Linked DNA regions of Mus musculus: region 1 is linked to region 2. A link is a contact called in public Hi-C data. All regions are on one chromosome and are shown on one strand. The core of a region is the stretch at or near the end of the contact, and the rest is flanking DNA. Distances in the headings are between cores, read along the strand shown.

Evidence for each region. Hi-C and Micro-C count contacts between places; a contact is called where the count stands out from the background.
Region 1: a contact with region 2 is called in a Hi-C map of group 2 innate lymphoid cells, with 2.8 times the contacts expected there. The contact joins two enhancer-like sites. A contact is called at or near these places in 1 of 15 datasets of contacts at CTCF or cohesin (CD8 T cells), 5 of 484 Hi-C or Micro-C datasets (CD4 T cells, Th1 cells, bone marrow-derived dendritic cells and 2 more) and 2 of 115 datasets of contacts at active chromatin or transcription factors (CD8 T cells and bone marrow-derived dendritic cells).

What each region holds. Positions count from the first base shown.
Region 1 is chr2:9,857,773-9,862,327 of GRCm38.p6, reverse strand. Gata3 (GATA binding protein 3) reads left to right here. Exons shown (of 6, transcript NM_008091.3): 6 at 3,674-4,555. The coding sequence ends at 3,958. Among named protein-coding and RNA genes, the nearest start is that of Gata3, 19 kb to the left of the region's middle. Within about 2 kb of position 1,442, at least 35 of the 459 cell types and tissues checked have an H3K27ac peak or open chromatin away from gene starts, as enhancers often do. A contact at or near this core is called in Th1 cells and group 2 innate lymphoid cells, where this site is marked.
Region 2 is chr2:9,746,984-9,751,898 of GRCm38.p6, reverse strand. No RefSeq gene overlaps it. Among named protein-coding and RNA genes, the nearest start is that of Gata3, 130 kb to the left of the region's middle. Within about 2 kb of position 1,873, at least 50 of the 459 cell types and tissues checked have an H3K27ac peak or open chromatin away from gene starts, as enhancers often do. A contact at or near this core is called in Th1 cells and group 2 innate lymphoid cells, where this site is marked.

The DNA.
Region 1 (4,555 bases), core at 193-2,692, 110 kb before region 2:
AAAATAAGAAATCATAGTTCTGTTTTGATGTTCCCTCTCCTGAGGTGGGGGTGGGGCTGGAGGAGCTCACCTCCCTTCCAGGACAAAGGGAAAAAGATAAATAAGTATAAATCTGTGGTTCTGGCATCCATTTCTGAGCCAAATGGGACAGATAGATTTGGTTACTGCTGGGGACACCAGGCCTTGGCTGTCCCTGTGCTGTGAACTTCCAATGGCCCGAGTGACAAACATGAACTGAAATTTCATTAAATATCTCTGTCCCAACCAGGTTTTCACTTGTAAATGACTGGGGGGGGGGCGGGGGGAGGGAGAATTAAGGTTGGAATGCTAGGGAAAAGCAATGGTTACTTCTGCCTTCTAGGCCCCATTAGCATAAGGTAACTGCCAGTCACTAGAGTCTACCACCCCTGGTTTGTTTGTTTGTTTGTTTCCTGAGACAGTTTCTTATTGCCCAGGCCGGCCTTGAACTCACTATGTAGCAGAAGACAACCTCAAATGTATAGTTATTCCTAAGCCAAAAAAAAAAAAAAAAAAAAAAGTCACAACTCTCTTGTTCCTCAACTTTACCCGATTCTTCTGAAGTTTTTTGCCTTTGGCAGAATCTGGGAGGAATGAGGAAGTAGCAGAAATTTTTGCTTGTGGCTATTCTCGAAGTAACTCACTTTACCCAGGAATACCTGGGAATTGAAAAGGAAGCCAAGTGCCCCCCCCCCCCCTCTGGGATAAAGTTTTTGAGATTCCTTTGGAGTCTGAACTCACATCTCTTGACATGGCCCCCTCAGGATTGCCCAGCACGAAGCAACCCTGGCCTCCTAAGGAGAATCTGCTCTTCTCCCCCGATTCCTGAGGCCATGGTACACACAGGATTAGCAGCAGTTAAACCAAACCCTGCTTTCAAATAACAGGGCAGAGGAGTTAGAAAGGCTTTCGGTTGGTTACAATCTGGTGGGACTGGAATATTAGCGTTTAGTAGCCTCTCCACGTATCCCCATAGCCGGTGTGGGCATTTTCTGGGCTACAACTTGCAGCTCTCTAAGAGTGTCCATGATACTTGATGATGTGGGAGCCTCAGCAAGCCCACAGTGTAGACAGCGCAAAGTCTATTTCAGCTGTCCTAGCAGGGTGTCATCACTACTTGGTAAAGCAATCTGACCACACAGTGCCACAAGATCTCCATGAACTGCCGTGTGTGTGTGTGTGTGTGTGTGTGTGTGTGTGTGTGTGTGTGTGTGTGTGTTTCTCTACCACCTCCACGGAGCCATAGAATTCTAGGAAACTAGCTACCTGTACTGCTTTGAGTAGTGGTGGTGAGCTATGATGAAGCTCTTTGCGTATGTGTTTTTGAGTGGTAATGACTGGAAAGTGATGATTTCTTCTGTGCGGCAGGCAGCAGGGATGGAAGGCAGGGCTTGATGTGTGAGGCCAGTGCTGAGTCATGCTCGCTTGCTCTCAGCGTAGTGACTTTTTCTCTATTGTACATTCCTATTCCTTCCTGGACCCAGGGGTTGCCTAATGTGAGGGAGGGAATTTTCTCATTCTCAAGCAATTTTTACTTCTTCCTCCTCCTCCTCCTCTTCCTCTTCCTCCTCCTCCTCCTCCTCTTCCTCTTCCTCCTCCTCCTCCTCCTCCTCCTCCTCCTCCTCCTCCTCCTCTTCTTCTTCTTCTTCTTCTTCTTCTTCTTCTTCTTCTTCTTCTTCTTCTTCTTCTTCCTTTTGGCTTAGCACAGATTCGCCAAGAGAGGCAGCTCTGGTGTATTTAACACTGAGATAATAATCTAAGGCCATTTTCTTGGCGTGTGATGTCCTCTGCCCATACTGTGTCTGCACATGTAAGCCATGGGCTCCTCTCCTCTTATCTAGGTGTTTAGATGATTACCTATCTCTGCATCAGCGTATCTAGGTGTGTTGTGACTAGCTAGCTATCTGTGGCTGTGTAGCTATTGGTGTAACCAGATATTATATGTAGATATCTGGCTGTGTACATCTAGTGATCGCTGTACACAGTGATGTATCTAGACATTATCTTAGGGAAGGTCTGGTGTGGGGTGGATACCTGTCATCTAGTGGGCGGTGGCTTTATCTTCCTGACAACCTGGAGAAAGAGCCCTGAGACATTTTTCTGGCACTGACTTTGGCTCTTTGGCTTCTCCTCACCCAGTCTTCCTGTCACAGGGGCAAATAAGGTCTGAGGCTCCAGTGTAGGGCTCTGTAGCCCTCTCTGGTGACCTCTGCCTGCACTAGGAAGTCATGTGCTTAACAAACCTAGAAACTTGGTCCTTCTCGCTATTTTGGATCTTTTCTTCTGTGAATTTGGATACAGTGGCTCTTTACCCTTAGAATGGTAGGCCTGCCTGCCTCCCACCAAGATTCTTAGTTGCATCCCTGGAAACACAGCCGGAAATGCAGTTGATTCTTTGAGTCAGACGTATGCTGGTGACATTCACTTACTTGGCTCTTCATGAAGAGAGGCCTCTATCGGTTTGATATAGTAATATACTTGATGATGGGTCCCGTAGGAACCAAAAGGATGTTAAGCTATCAAAGCCTAGAGTGCACGCTCGCTCTCTCTCTCCTCCCCGTCTTTCTTCTCTCTCTCTGTCTTTCTTCTCTTTCTTTTTCTCTCTCTTTACCCCCTCTTTCCCTCTCTTTCTCTCCCCTACCCCTCTCTTTCAGTGAGAGTCTTGCTAGTAGCCCATGCTAGCCCAGACCTCCTAATCTTCCTGTCTCTGCACTCTAAGTATACGCCAGCATGTCCTACAAATCTCCAGAGTAGGGCTTTGCATCTTTGCCTGATGCATTCATGTTTTTTTTTTTTTCTTGTGACCGTGAGTATCCTTACAAGCCATGGAAGGACTTTGGGTCCTGTTGGCTGTTGTTAAATCCTTGTTGATTGGATGGCTTGAGTTGCTTGTGCAGAAGCAGGAAGGGGAAAGCAACAGCCTTGAAGCACTGCAGCTGTGTTGGGTGATGTGGGCACAGGGTTATCCTTTGGAAGAGCATACTGCTTTAGCACAGGCTCCGGAGCTGTGGATGTCGCTCCCTGGCTTCCACCCCTAGGACCCTATTCCCTCCAAAAATCTCAGAACACACACATTTCCAGGGGAAGTTTCCAGAACATCACCCTGTGAAAAGGCCAGGTAGAAGAGTGACAGCCAGACCTTGCAGGAAGGCACAGAGACCCAGTTTTCTAGAAAGGTGGATTTCAACACAGGAGGCTTCACTCTGTCTGGCTCTGTGTGGCAAGTCCCAGAGAAGACTCATCATATACGTAAACAATGGTGTCTGGCGACCCTGATTCCCCATCTTCTCATGAAATATCTTAGGGAAATCTTAAGGAAGTAACACAGGTTGAGGAAGTAACACAGGTTTTTGTATTTTAGTCATCAGATATATACTCGATACTAGGTGGGCCCCGAACTTCCCCTGTTGATGAGTTTAGCTGAATTGTGCTCGGGGCCTGTGGGCTTTGAAAGCAATGGCCCCTGAATCAGAAGCCCTGTGTTCCAAGGCCTGCAGTACCTGGGTCTCTGGAAAGAAGGAAGGAGTAGGTAGGAAGAAGAGGCAATCAACACAGGAACACATCCCTGGCCTGGGGCCTGTGCTACTGTGCAAAAGCTTTTATCATTTCAAAGGCAGCAAAAAAGTAAAAAAAAAAAAAATTGATCTTTGTTTAGATTAACAGACCCCTGACTATGAAGAAAGAAGGCATCCAGACCCGAAACCGGAAGATGTCTAGCAAATCGAAAAAGTGCAAAAAGGTGCATGACGCGCTGGAGGACTTCCCCAAGAGCAGCTCCTTCAACCCGGCCGCTCTCTCCAGACACATGTCATCCCTGAGCCACATCTCTCCCTTCAGCCACTCCAGCCACATGCTGACCACACCGACGCCCATGCATCCGCCCTCCGGCCTCTCCTTCGGACCTCACCACCCTTCCAGCATGGTCACCGCCATGGGTTAGAGAGGCAGAGCCCTGCTCCACATGCGTGAGGAGTCTCCAAGTGTGCGAAGAGTTCCTCCGACCCCTTCTACTTGCGTTTTTCGCAGGAGCAGTATCATGAAGCCCGAAAGCGACAGATCTGTGTTTTTGAAGGCAGAAAGCAAAATGTTTGCTTCTTTTTTCAAAGGAGCTCGAGGTGGTGTCTGCATTCCAACCACTGAATCCGGATCCCATTTGTGAATAAGCCATTCAGACTCATATTCCCTATTTAACAGGGTCTCTAGTGCTGTGAAAAAAATATTGCTGAACATTGCATATAACTTATATTGTAAGAAATACTGTACATTTGAGGAAGACTTTATTGTACCTGGATAGCTGTAAGAAAGGCATGAAGGACGCCAAGAGTTTTAAGGAATATAGGGGGATTAAAGTATGGAGATACAGAAGAAACCACTAAGTCTGATGTCCAAATGGGCACACTGTCAGTTTTGTTTCCCTTCAGTTGTTTGATGCATTTAAAAAAAAAAAAAAGAAAGAAAAAGAAAAAAAGGGGGGGGGGGGAGAAAAAAATAAATTAAAAAAAAAAAAAAAAAAAGAAAAGAAAGAAAAATCTAAGAA
Region 2 (4,915 bases), core at 624-3,123:
ATCCCCATGGAATACTTCCGCACTTAACTGACAGTCAGGAGTTTTCAGTTGTAAACTGTGAATATTGGGACTCTAAATACCATCTTCCAGTGTAAATTTCACAGAATTTTCAAGAGCTAAGTTCTGAAAGTGTTTGAGTATATGTGGGGTGGACTCGGGGGTGGACAAGAGAAGAGTCTACTGGAAAAAAAGGGGATAATTAGGCAAAATTATTTATAGACTGAAAAAAATGTAATATTCTAGTAATAACATTGTATCTTTCATGGTTTGAATTTTCACATTTTCAGTGTAAGTGACCTGCATTCTGAGGAGGAACTTCTGGAAACTGTGACCTGGGACGGTGCTATAGAGATCAGGCTGGTTTCAAACTTAGGGCAATTTTCTTACCTCAGCCTTCCCAGTACTGGGAGTAGAGATATATATCACCACACAGGCCCTAAGATGTCCCTTACGTCGGGCAGCAAGGGAGATGTAAGTTAGCAATACTGAAGAACTTTCCATAGTGAAACTACCACAGCAGAGTGAGGAGGACTGTAGGATTTCTTTGTTTTAAGGCTTTGTTGTGGGCCATTAAATTGGCTCAGAAGGTAAAGGCTTTTGCCAACAAACCTGGGACTTCAAATTCGGTCTCCCAGCCCCATATGATAGAATGAGAGAACTGACTCACACGAATTGTCCTCTGACTTCGGTCCCCCAGCCCCACATGATAGAACGAAAGAACTGACTCACACGAATTGTCCTCTGACTTCCACACACGTGCTGTGGCATGTGGGTGTCCCTCTGCCAACACTCCTTGTCTGAGAGAAACTCAGTTTTCCATTTCCAAATCAGTGTTTAGCAAAAATTCTTAAAAGCCCTTTCCTCCAAGCAAATGGAAACTTGAGACATGGTTCATGGAAGCAAAGTGTGTGTGTGTGTGTGTTTGTGTGTGTATTTGCATGCTTACACTAGAATTTGAACCCTGGAAACAAAGTATGTGAATGTGTGTTTGTGTTCGTATGTGAATGTGTGCGTATGTGTGTGTATGTGTGTGTGAATGTGTGTGTTTGTGTGTGTGTGAGTGTGTGAATGTGTGTTTGAATGTGTATGTGTGTGTATGTGTGTGTGTTTGAGTGTGTGAATGTGTGTGTGTGTGTGTGTGTGTGTGTGTATGTGTGTGTGTGTGTGTGTGTGTGTGTGTGTGTGTGTGTGTTTGCATGCTTACACTAGAACTTGCATACCGGGGTTTCTGCATATGCTCTCCCATGGATCTCTTCCCCACCTGAGGAATGCAGTCCTTGTTTTACTTATTATGCAAGTTTCCCTTGAAGCACATCTCAAGCTTGCATTCGGTTGGAGGAGGGGGAGGGTCTCTTAAGGACTTTTGCTGAACATTGATTTGTGAATGAAAGACACAGCTGAGCTTTTAGATAGGGAGTTAAGAATCTCGAAAGGCAAAATGAACAATCATGGCAAACCAATCGTGGTTTTATGCAACAATGGGGAGTAATATTTTGAAGTTCTGTTCTTCCTTTTTACTGCAGGCTGCGGCCAGGAACTCAGCATTAGCATTTCCATGCAATCGGTGGGTGGTGTTGCTTATCTTCTTAGTTATGTAATCCTCATTACTCATTAGGATGTGGTGTTCTAGCCTTGAAGCCTCAGACATTTCTCAGGCAACGTAATGATCTGTGCTTCTCAGGACTCTCATTGGCAAGCTTACTAAAAACCATTTCATGTCCACACAGCTTTACAAAAGATGTCCAGGCTGCTTTCTCTGTGTTGTGTTACACATTTTTTTCCCCTTTCAGTTTTGGTAGGTTCAATAGCAAAGGACCTGATGGTTTGGAAAATGTAGGTTAGCATACCACTGAGGAAAGTCCCTTGCTGAAACACAGTAGACAGAAAGCAGGAAGTCAGCGGTGGCCGGCACAGATTGCTGCTGAGAATTCTCATTGCTGGCCCAGCCCCGCTCCAAAGGACTGGTGGCTGAATAGCGAGGAAGGATGGAACTGTTGATCTTTTCCTTGGGTTTCTAGATTAGGATAATTGTTATTAAAGCAACACTTGTTGCTCATGGCACCCTCCTGATGAGTCCATGGTGTGTGTGTGTGTGTGTGTGTGTGTGTGTGTGTGTGTGTGTGTGTGTATGCACGTAAACATGACTGTGTATGTTGATCCTCTGGTGTGTCTACCTTGTTTTATTTTTATTTTTATTTTTTTATTTTTCTCATTGGTCTGGGCCTCACCAAGTAGTCTCCGCTGGCTAGCGAGCCCCAGAAATCCTCCTCCCTCATCTCCTCAGTGCTGGGGCTACAAGGATTGGTCATTACACTTAACTTGTATTTATTTATTTATTTTTTGGTCTTCATGCAAGTCTCCCAACTGGAGCAGGGACAGTTCCTAAGTCCTGCCCATGGATCCCATTCTCCTAACTGGGCTGCCTTTTGGGAGAGGATTCGCCAGCCCGGCAGAAACTTGATGTGTCAGGGCTGGGGGATAATGGGCGGGGATGGGAGTTCTACCTTCTCAAAGGAGAAGGGAAGTGGGGATGGAGGGAGACACTGTGTGTGTGGAGGGGTGGGGGAAGGAGGAGGAGAAGGAGAAGGAGGAGGAGAGCATCAATTGTGCTGCAAGGTGAATACACAAATTAATTGATGGGAAAAACAGAACAGAACCTGCATTCTGGAAGGGAGGCAGTTTACTCGCTGAGTTCTAGTTCTCTCCCAAGGCCAGTAGTACAGCTTTGTGCTATGCCTGCTCATGTATATAGGCAAGCAAGTGATGCCTAGCTTGGGCTCTGGATGGATGGATGGATGGATGGATGGATGGATGGATGGATGGATAATACAAACTGTTTTATAACGGGAACTTGTAGATGTGAAGTCTGGCTCTCTCAGTCACCAGCTGCCTGACGGTATCTGTCAATTACCTTTCTTATCACGATGAGAAAAATACCCGGGAGAAAGGATTTAAGGACAGAGAGGTTTTTCTTGGCTCATGAGCTGGAATCATGGAGGAGGAGGTGTGTTAAAGTGACTCTGTGGTACCATGTGACATGTACATGTGGGATCATGTGACATGTACATGTGGGACCATGGGACAGAGGAGGTTCTCACACACGAGCGAGACCAGGAATCAGAGAACAGGACCACAGCTGGAGGTGGAACACAACCTTCAAAGGTGTGCTCTTAGAGACCTAAATCTGCCAGCCGGGCCACATGTCCCAAAGGTTCCACAAACTTGCCTAACAGCAGCACTAGCTCATGTTCAAGCACAACCTTATGAGGGACATTGCTGATGGAAACTGATACCCTAGAAGCTCGGCCTTCGGCTGTGGTTTCCTGATGGCTTAGATCTGGGCTCTTCACTGTTAGCATGCTCTGCTCTGCAGTACAGTAAAGATTTACAGTAGTTCACAAGCCAGGGTCTACACTGCTCGTAACCTTCTTCAGTCACTGGATTTGTCAGAATTTCCAGCATCTCAGGGGCTGAGACTAGTTTAGTCAACTTTCTGCTGCAATGAGCCACATCACTAACCCCAGCTCTTTCCTCCTTTAGGGGGCTGTACCTCACCCATTGCTCAAATAACCTCAGACCTGGATAGGGCAAGGAGGGGGCAGAGTCATGTAGCACTTTAATCCCCCTGTACTGAGAGACAGAGGCAGGTAGATCTCTGTGAGTTTGATGCCAGTCTGATCTGTTTCTAGTTCCAGCCAAGTCAGGGCTACACAGTGAGACCTTGTCTCAACAAACAGACAAACAGACCAAACTCAGACAGTAAAAGTATGAATGGCTGGGGATGTAGCTCAGTGGATCTGGATGCCAGGATCTTGGAATTGATTTCCTGAAGTGCCCCAAATAAACAAACATACAAAATAGATCATACAATAAGAGTAACTTAAATTTTTTATGAAGCACTTATTATGTTTCAAGCTTTTATTTAGTCCCACAATTATGTTGTCATTATCATTAACCACACCTAAGCTAAGGAGGGCTGCCATTTGCATAAAGTTACCAGAAAGCATCATAGCGGGAACTCCTGCCCCCAACTCTAAAACCGGTGAAGAGTCTTGGCCTGGGCTACTTCTAACTTTCCTTTCTCTGTAATTCTGTGTCTGTGTTGCCACTGCACCTCTCTCTAGTGTGTCTTAGACTCTGTATTCCAGGTCCACTAATTTTAAAGCCACACCAGCATCATTATTTTCTGGCAGGGCAAATATGTAGACACTTGCTTGTTGAGTCTGGATGTGAGCTAGATGTCACAATTCAGGATTCCCTCCAAGGTTGAGGACCACGGTGTTATCACTTACTTTATATTCAGGATGACTTGTGGAGTCAACTCTATCATCACCATCAGCACGATCATTGTCATCATGATCACCATCACCATCGTTACTTGAGATAGACTCTTACTTTGTTGACCATGCTACCCCTGAACTCATAATCCTGCTGTAGCCTCAATGCCACAACTCTGGGTTAGCTTTTTCATTAACTAATATCTTACAAGTGATGAAACCGAGGCAAAGAGCTATTATTCAATTACAAAGTCAGGGTCAAATGGAAACTTTGGTGGGCATGGAGGTATACAGTTGCAATCTGAGCTCTCCAGGAGGTGGAGGCAGGAGGACTGCTGCAAGTTTGTGGCTAGCCTCTTCTATAACAGAGAGTTCCAGGCTAGTCAGGGCTGCATAGAGATCTTGTCACAAATGACCGCACATCCAAGCCTTATCCACAAACCAAGTGTTAGCTTCTGTCAGTACTAAATACTTATTAAAAATTAATTAAATGAATGAATCACAACATGACTGAGACCTGTTTGGTTCTTAGGCTTGCAAAATGCATGGGATCAGATGGCTGGTATGTAAACCAGCTGTGTCTGTGGACCTTTCTCGCTCACAAAGCCCAGATGGTACAAGAGAATTCAGAGCAACAA